2 separate regions of the Mus musculus genome follow, and region 1 is linked to region 2. A link is a contact called in public HiChIP or PLAC-seq data. All regions are on one chromosome and are shown on one strand. The core of a region is the stretch at or near the end of the contact, and the rest is flanking DNA. Distances in the headings are between cores, read along the strand shown. Region 1 overlaps Ube2cbp (ubiquitin-conjugating enzyme E2C binding protein). Region 2 holds the start of Tpbg (trophoblast glycoprotein).

Region 1 (3,469 bases), core at 466-2,965, 530 kb after region 2:
CAAGCCACTACTTAACTCTCATCCTTAGTTTCCATTTGCCACCTCATGTGACAATTTATTGGCTGCTAAGGAAGACTTATACTCCTGTCATCCAGTCTACATGAGCAGCAGGGAACTATACAAATAAATACCCAGGGCGGGGAGAAGGGCTGAGGGGGGGCTGAGGAGAGAGAATGGTCCTGAGAACATGGATTCTCCAGCCCTAGTAAACGCCCAGTCAGCATCTGCCTTCAAGCCACTGAAAATGACCCAACGGCTTTGCTCTAGAGCAGTGGTTCTCAGCCATTAGGTCATGGGGGTTGCATACATATATCCTGAATTGATATATTCATGACAATTCACAACAGTAGCAAAATTACAGTTATGAAGTAGCAGTGAAATTATTCTATGTTTGGGGGGTGCTCTATAGCATGAGGAGCTGTTTAAAAGCTGTTGTCACAGTGTTAGGAAGGCTGAGAACCTCTTGGCCAGATCTTCTTGCCACTTCTCTTGAGGAAAAGAAGACAGAGGTTAGGGCAAGACCTGGAGATGGAGCTGTGGGTCTGCCCGTGCTAGATAATGCCTGACTTCTGAGGCTTCACGTGGTCCCTCACTGAAGAGAGCATTGTGCTCCTGACTATCATTGTCATTTGAAACTTGCTCGCCATGGACTCTCTCCTGTGAATGACAAGATCTTTGAAAAACCTCTTCATTAAGGAGCTGTTTCTTACCTGGAAGGAATTCATTTGGCGAAGGGACAGAGGCAGGGAGGCATTGTTCCTGGATAGTATTAGCAGCAGCTCCAAACAGGTTGCAGAGGGCAGGGTTAAAGGGTGGACGCTGATGTCACCTTCCCAGGAGCTAGCAAGCCTGAAACACACAGATATGTTAACTTTCATAAATGCCTGGTCGGAATTATTTTAAAAACATGACATGGAGGAGAACTACATCGTGTGCGCGTGTTTATATACTGTCCTCATTATGTGAGAAGAATATATCAAAGGTAAAGATATAAACAAGGTATGGCTTGGTGGGTAAAGGAGCTTTTTGCCACGTCTGAGGACTTGAGTCTGATCCCCAGGACCCTCATGGGGAAAAGACAAAACTGAGTCTGGTGACCTTCAGTGTGTGCTTTGGCATGGGTACATACATACATACACACACACACACACACGTTCACATGCACAAAAAAAAAAAAAAACCCACAGAATAAGTTTTTTATATTCACAAGGTAAAGGTCCAAACCACTTTTATGCTGTTGCTGGCATAAAGCAGACAGAGCACTCATTTTTCAGGTAGTTACTTCATATTCAAATTACAGGAGTCATAGGATGTCCAGGCTGATGGGTGAGACCATCTGGGAGGGGTGGAGGAAGTGATGGCTAACACATTCGCTGTCTCCCATGTTGCACGGGCTCTGTTCACACAGAATGTCTTGATGACCCTTCAGCCACCTAAGCAAGAGCCGTCACTTTCATTTTATAGATGTGGAACCAATCTGCGTGTAGAGGGACTTAGGAAATGTCTGGGTCAGTGACTTTCAGACTTTTAAAGTGTTGGGATCCTTTTGTTCAAAAGTCTTGCGACAGGCCAACTGCCACACAAATAAAAGCCAAGATGCCGTTTGAAGAGGCTGAACTGGCAGGATGTTGCCCTTCATCCTTCAGAGGGGCCCTTGAAGCGGCTTTGTGGGATCTGTGGAGCCCAGTTGAAAAGTCTTTCATGTGACAGAGCAGGAAACTGAGCACCGGGCACTAGACACAGAAAGAGGCCCTGTCTGAGAGGAGGCAGACGTGGAGACAGTGGTAAGGCCGTGTCTAGAATCCTGACTTTCAAGTTCTCCAATTAAGGAGAAACCCCAGGGGACAAGGCTGAGAGGTGATACACGAACAGTACAGCTTTTGCTTCTGTCTCCTTGAGGATTTCCTGTGTGATGCCCACTAGAGCATCTCACCACCATTCTTCTAAAGAGAACAGACATACGAAACACACAGCATGCATACATTTACTTTATACATATATGTATTCTTTTGCCATTTCTATGAACTCAAGCTCTAAAAATCTAACTGTATACAGATCTGTGGTAACTGCCGTTTGAGGAGCATTGGTGGTTGAGTGCATAAGGGGACACGGACATTGTGCAGCTCAGTAGTACTTAGTTCCAGCACCAAGCAGATGATGTATTCTGCTGATCAGTTTCTGATGTGTGTGGCAGAGCAAACTCTGCCTACTGGAGGGACTAGAACAGGCGGCACCCACTTTCCTATATAAGACTGGACTTAGCACGGAAGTGTTTGAATGAATTCTGTGCTGTGGAGATTATTATTTTACATGGGTTGCTTCTGTTCTTCTTTCTGCTTTTACGCATTATATTACATTCTCAACATTTCTCTGAATTAGAGATGATGACAACGCTATCTTTTCTAAAAGTAAAACATCAATTCAGCCCAGTGGCTCAGGCTCACTCCCACCTCTCTCTTTATACCCTCCCCCAAGCCACAGAGCTAAACTTCCGGTCCTGTATAGCACTGAACTATGTACTCTGACCAGAGAGGCAGCTTCTGGGTCTAGAAAGCCCGTATTCCTTCTAGGACTTGAACTTCTCCTAAAAGATGCAGACAGTACCATCTCTCTGGAGAGACCCTGTTTGCTGTTATTTAATAGCACGTGCATATCAACTACCGCACTTACTGCACCGCCATGCCAGTACCCTTACTGGGAATGTCTTCCCATCTCACCCCCTCCAGGCTTAGGATTAGACCTGAATGCATTCCTCTTGCTTTGCAGTCTTATTTGGAAATAAAGATTAGACACTTGCCTCAAAGCTGCTGATTTTACAGACACCCTCAGTTTTGCTTTTCAGTTCTAGGGATCAAACCCAGGGCCTGTGCGTACTTAGCAAGCACTGTACCAGAGCACTACATCCTTAGTCCCACATTCAGTATTATTTGCCTTTGAAGGTATACTAGAAATGTTCTCCCCTTACAATATGTTTAGAAACCAATTTAAGCACCCAGAAGTCACACTTTGAACCTCACCAACCACAATAGGGCTCACTGAAGCTATCTGCATTCTGAAAATTAATGTATACTAAAAATATTTGCTTCAAACTTGCATCTTCTTAAAAGCCACAGGATACTTCCTTAGATTGTGACTGTCCCTTGGAGCTCTCCAGTGAGCTAACGCCTAACCCAGGCTGGTCATGAGCCTTCGGGAAGGGCATCTTGACTTAAGTGAGCACGGCGATTGGCCGAGTCCTGCTGCACTCTGAGGAAGAGCACATTCAAGGCAGGACTGCTGGCTCACCATTTTCCAGTCCCTCCTTGGCAGTAATAGTTTTGCAAGTAGAAGAGAAAACAATAAATATACAAATAAATATTTAAAGAGTTATCTGGGTTTATTATGGTTGTAAGCTCTTCTCTACGATGTGTGCTTAAAATTTATAAGTCTAGATCTTAAGTTTCTTCCATCATTTCTCCTGGGCCTGACA
Region 2 (3,583 bases), core at 328-2,827:
AGGTCACAAGAGCACTTGCTCTTTTGACAGAACCATTTAAGACCACACCAGAAGATCAGAAAAATTCTTCCCGTGCCATTTACTTTACTACAAACGTAGGCAGTAAAATTGCCCTTTTCGGCGTACAGTCTTACGAGTTTTAGCACGTGTATGGGTTTACATAACCATCGTCATGATTGCCATACATATGACTTCAGCTTCTGAGTCGGTTTTTTTTTCCCCTCAAAGCTTTTCACATTTATACTGCAAAACACTTTTAAAAATAAGAGAAAGGGATTTAGATAAATGTGCTGAAGATGCAAATTAATGAAACTGTCTTTTTGCACAAATCTCTGCAGTCTCCAGGCTCTGCAGCTTTTTTTCCTGGGCCATTTTGGCTGGTGTTTCTGTGGACTATCTTTCCACAGAAAGAAACAGCCATAGACTCAGAATTGGACCGCCACAGTCATGATGCATGTTGTGGGGAACAATCCCCGGCTTCCTTAACTTGATACTTTTATTATACTGGGTCTTCTTTTTCCCAGCCTTATCTCTCCTATCGTTTCTCTCTCTAAAATGAAATAGTCTGTAATCACCCACACCTTTTAACTTGGGGAAAATTTGACTGAGGAAAAGCAGATAAGACTTTTTGAGAGAGCAATGAGAGGGCGTTCGGGACTCCAACTCTCTCCAGACTTAATGACATTGGTCCTATAAGCATTCCAGTCGTTTCCCTAATCCATCATCCGGCGCCTGCCAGCGCCCCCTGGGAGACAGACTTTGGGACAAACTTCTTTCCCAGGTCAGCCCGCCCACCTCCCGCCGCGAGCGCTCCCTGCGTAAGTGACTTGTGCTGACACAACGCACCGCATCTGGTGTAGGGAGCTTTCCGGGTGACTCACGTCTTTGCAATTTGCTTTTGTTTCTGGGGTGTTTTAGCTGCAATTTTCTTCCCTCTGGTTTTAATTTTGAGAGGAGGGGGGAAAAAACCACCCATAATGAATCAAGAATGAGTGTCCTTTCCAGTAACCCTCCCCCACTTTAAAGTTGACTGTCTTTACAAGTTTGATAACTACCCTAGACGTGCGGGGGCGGCACAGGTAGGAAGGCATTAACTAACTACCTCATAAACTGAAGTTGCCAGCCAAACCGAGCCACGAGAGAGGAGACTTTCTGAATCTCCCTCACAACCCAGGCGTTTGCCGCGGCGGATGTAACCTGTGCAGCTCCTTCTTCTACTGCTGCTTTGCTCACGCTTAAATCCCTCTCCTCACTGCCAGCGGTGCCAGAAGCAGCGTGAATTCCAAGAGGTCCACCAGCGGTTTTGTTTCTGTCCGAGGTAAATACGCTATGCAAAATACGGAACCACCAAAGGATGCCGGGGAGGGGGAACAGAAGGGGAATCCCTCACCTTCTCGGGATGCGTTGCTCATTTATCTCCGCCTAGGGGAGTCGCCCAGCCTAGGTTGCCCCTCGTATCCCTCCCTGAAGCCCCTACCTGGGGCAGCAGAGGTGGCCAGCGCGGCGGCGATCTCTCCTGCAGCCCTGGCCCTCCCCCGCCCCCCGGCTTGGTTTTTCCCAGCCGTGGAGGTTGGGCCAGGGGCTGGGGTTGAGAGGAGAGTCGGCGCCCGCAGCAGGAGCTGGGAAGGCGCGTGGACTCGGGTGGCCCTCGGAGTTGGCTTTGCAGGCGCGGGGTGCGGAGGTGAGCAGTGGGGACCGAGCGGCCAGGTTTGGAGCCTGGAGGCGGGACCAGGGTTCCTTTCTATACTAGGGCGTGAAGAGAGCCGGGGGGGGGGGGGTCCTGGCTGCCACACCGCCCACGGTCCCACGGCCGCTTTGTTGGCGGGTTCCCTCCGTTTTTCTGGAGATGTCTGGATCCTCTCGGGATCGGGGAGCTGGGTGGCCAGGAACTGGGGAGTCGAGAGTAGGCGACAGCTGTACGGCTCTGCTCCCCTTTTCACACTAATCCAAGGAGGTACCAAAAAAAAAAAAAAGCTCTTAAGAGTCCCGTAACCCGAAACTTCGCTCTCATCCCAAGGTGGGAGGGGGAGGAGCGGCGGGGGCGGGGACCCCGGAAGGCAGGTGGTCGGCCGGGGCGGTAGGAGCTGGGATCCGGAAAAAGGAGAAGTTTGCTCGCTGGACACCGCGGGGTCTGCGTGAAGTTCTAGGCGGGAGGAGGGCAATCCGGGCAGGAGCCAGGCGGGAGGTGGCCCGGGTCCTGATGGTGTGGGCCCGGAAGAGGTAGGCTTAGCGCCTGGGAGTGGGGACCGCGTCCCACTAGGGAGGAAGGACGCACACAGAAGCTTGGGCCGGGTTGCTAGTGTGGGGACTACTTGGTTCGTACTCGGGGAGCTGCGGCCGTCACTCCTCCTCACGCTTCTCTCCCGCTTGTCCCAGGTCGCTCATCCGATCCTGCCCTGAGAGAGGCGCCAACAAAGGAGTTGAGGAGGTGCCACCCACCCCAGCTGCGGCGGGAGGAGGAGCGCCAAGGCCCGTGTCCCGACCCGCCGTGCGTACTCACTGGAGGGAAGGGCGGGGTGCCGCTCCGGGAGGGGGACGCCCGGTGGCTCGGGGTTAGCCAAGTTCCAGCTTTTGGCGTCCCCTCCTCTGCTCCCACGCGAGGAAAGTTTGCCGTCGACGCTTGCGGCCGGCTCGCGCCCGCCGGGCCCAGGCGGTCGAGTCTTCGGAGCGGGCGCTGTCCCAGCTCCGGGGAACCGCGAGCCGCGATGCCTGGGGCGGGCTCCCGGGGCCCCTCCGCCGGGGACGGACGGCTGAGGTTGGCAAGGCTGGCGCTAGTGCTGCTGGGTTGGGTCTCCGCGTCGGCCCCCAGCTCTTCGGTACCCTCGTCTTCCACCTCCCCGGCAGCCTTCCTGGCCTCGGGGTCTGCGCAGCCTCCGCCAGCCGAGAGATGCCCCGCGGCGTGCGAGTGCTCCGAGGCGGCGCGCACGGTTAAGTGCGTGAACCGCAACCTGCTGGAGGTGCCGGCGGATCTACCGCCTTACGTGCGCAACCTTTTCCTTACCGGCAACCAGATGACCGTGCTCCCGGCGGGCGCCTTCGCCCGCCAGCCGCCGCTCGCCGACCTGGAGGCGCTCAACCTCAGCGGCAACCACCTGAAGGAAGTGTGTGCAGGTGCCTTCGAGCATCTGCCGGGTCTGCGCCGGCTTGACCTCAGCCACAACCCTCTCACCAACCTCAGCGCCTTCGCCTTTGCGGGCAGCAACGCCAGCGTCTCGGCCCCCAGCCCCCTGGAGGAGCTGATCCTGAATCACATCGTGCCCCCTGAGGATCAGAGGCAGAACGGGAGCTTCGAGGGTATGGTGGCCTTCGAAGGCATGGTGGCAGCAGCTCTGCGCTCAGGCCTTGCACTCCGAGGTCTTACACGCCTGGAGCTAGCCAGCAATCACTTTCTTTTCCTGCCTCGGGACTTACTAGCCCAACTGCCGAGTCTCAGATACCTGGACCTCAGGAACAATTCCCTGGTGAGCCTGACCTACGCATCCTTCCGCAACCTGACACACCTCGAAAGCCTCCACTTGGAGGACAATGCCCTCAAGGTCCTTCACAACTCCACCTTGGCTGAGTGGCACGGCCTGGCTCATGT

Evidence for each region. HiChIP or PLAC-seq counts read pairs in DNA pulled down with a chosen protein or histone mark.
Region 1: a contact with region 2 is called in an H3K27ac HiChIP or PLAC-seq map of acute myeloid leukemia, with 3 times the contacts expected there. The contact joins the enhancer-like site here to the promoter of Tpbg in region 2. A contact is called at or near these places in 6 of 39 promoter capture datasets (the 3T3-L1 cell line, cranial neural crest, frontonasal cranial neural crest and 3 more), 1 of 484 Hi-C or Micro-C datasets (nephron progenitors), 13 of 115 datasets of contacts at active chromatin or transcription factors (acute myeloid leukemia, astrocytes, a colorectal cancer cell line and 10 more) and 3 of 9 other capture datasets (adipose tissue, embryonic stem cells and liver).

The regions. Positions count from the first base shown.
Region 1 is chr9:86,371,631-86,375,099 of GRCm38.p6, forward strand. Ube2cbp (ubiquitin-conjugating enzyme E2C binding protein) reads right to left here. Exons shown (of 10, transcript NM_027394.2): 9 at 711-849. Among named protein-coding and RNA genes, the nearest start is that of Ube2cbp, 92 kb to the right of the region's middle. Within about 2 kb of position 1,716, at least 28 of the 459 cell types and tissues checked have an H3K27ac peak or open chromatin away from gene starts, as enhancers often do. A contact at or near this core is called in acute myeloid leukemia, where this site is marked.
Region 2 is chr9:85,841,275-85,844,857 of GRCm38.p6, forward strand. Tpbg (trophoblast glycoprotein) reads left to right here and starts at 1,578. Exons shown (of 2, transcript NM_001164792.1): 1 at 1,578-1,681; 2 at 2,377-3,583. The coding sequence starts at 2,706. It overlaps LOC115487186 (a long non-coding RNA gene), which reads right to left and starts at 2,406. Exons shown (of 2, transcript XR_003948199.1): 1 at 2,324-2,406; 2 at 68-1,941.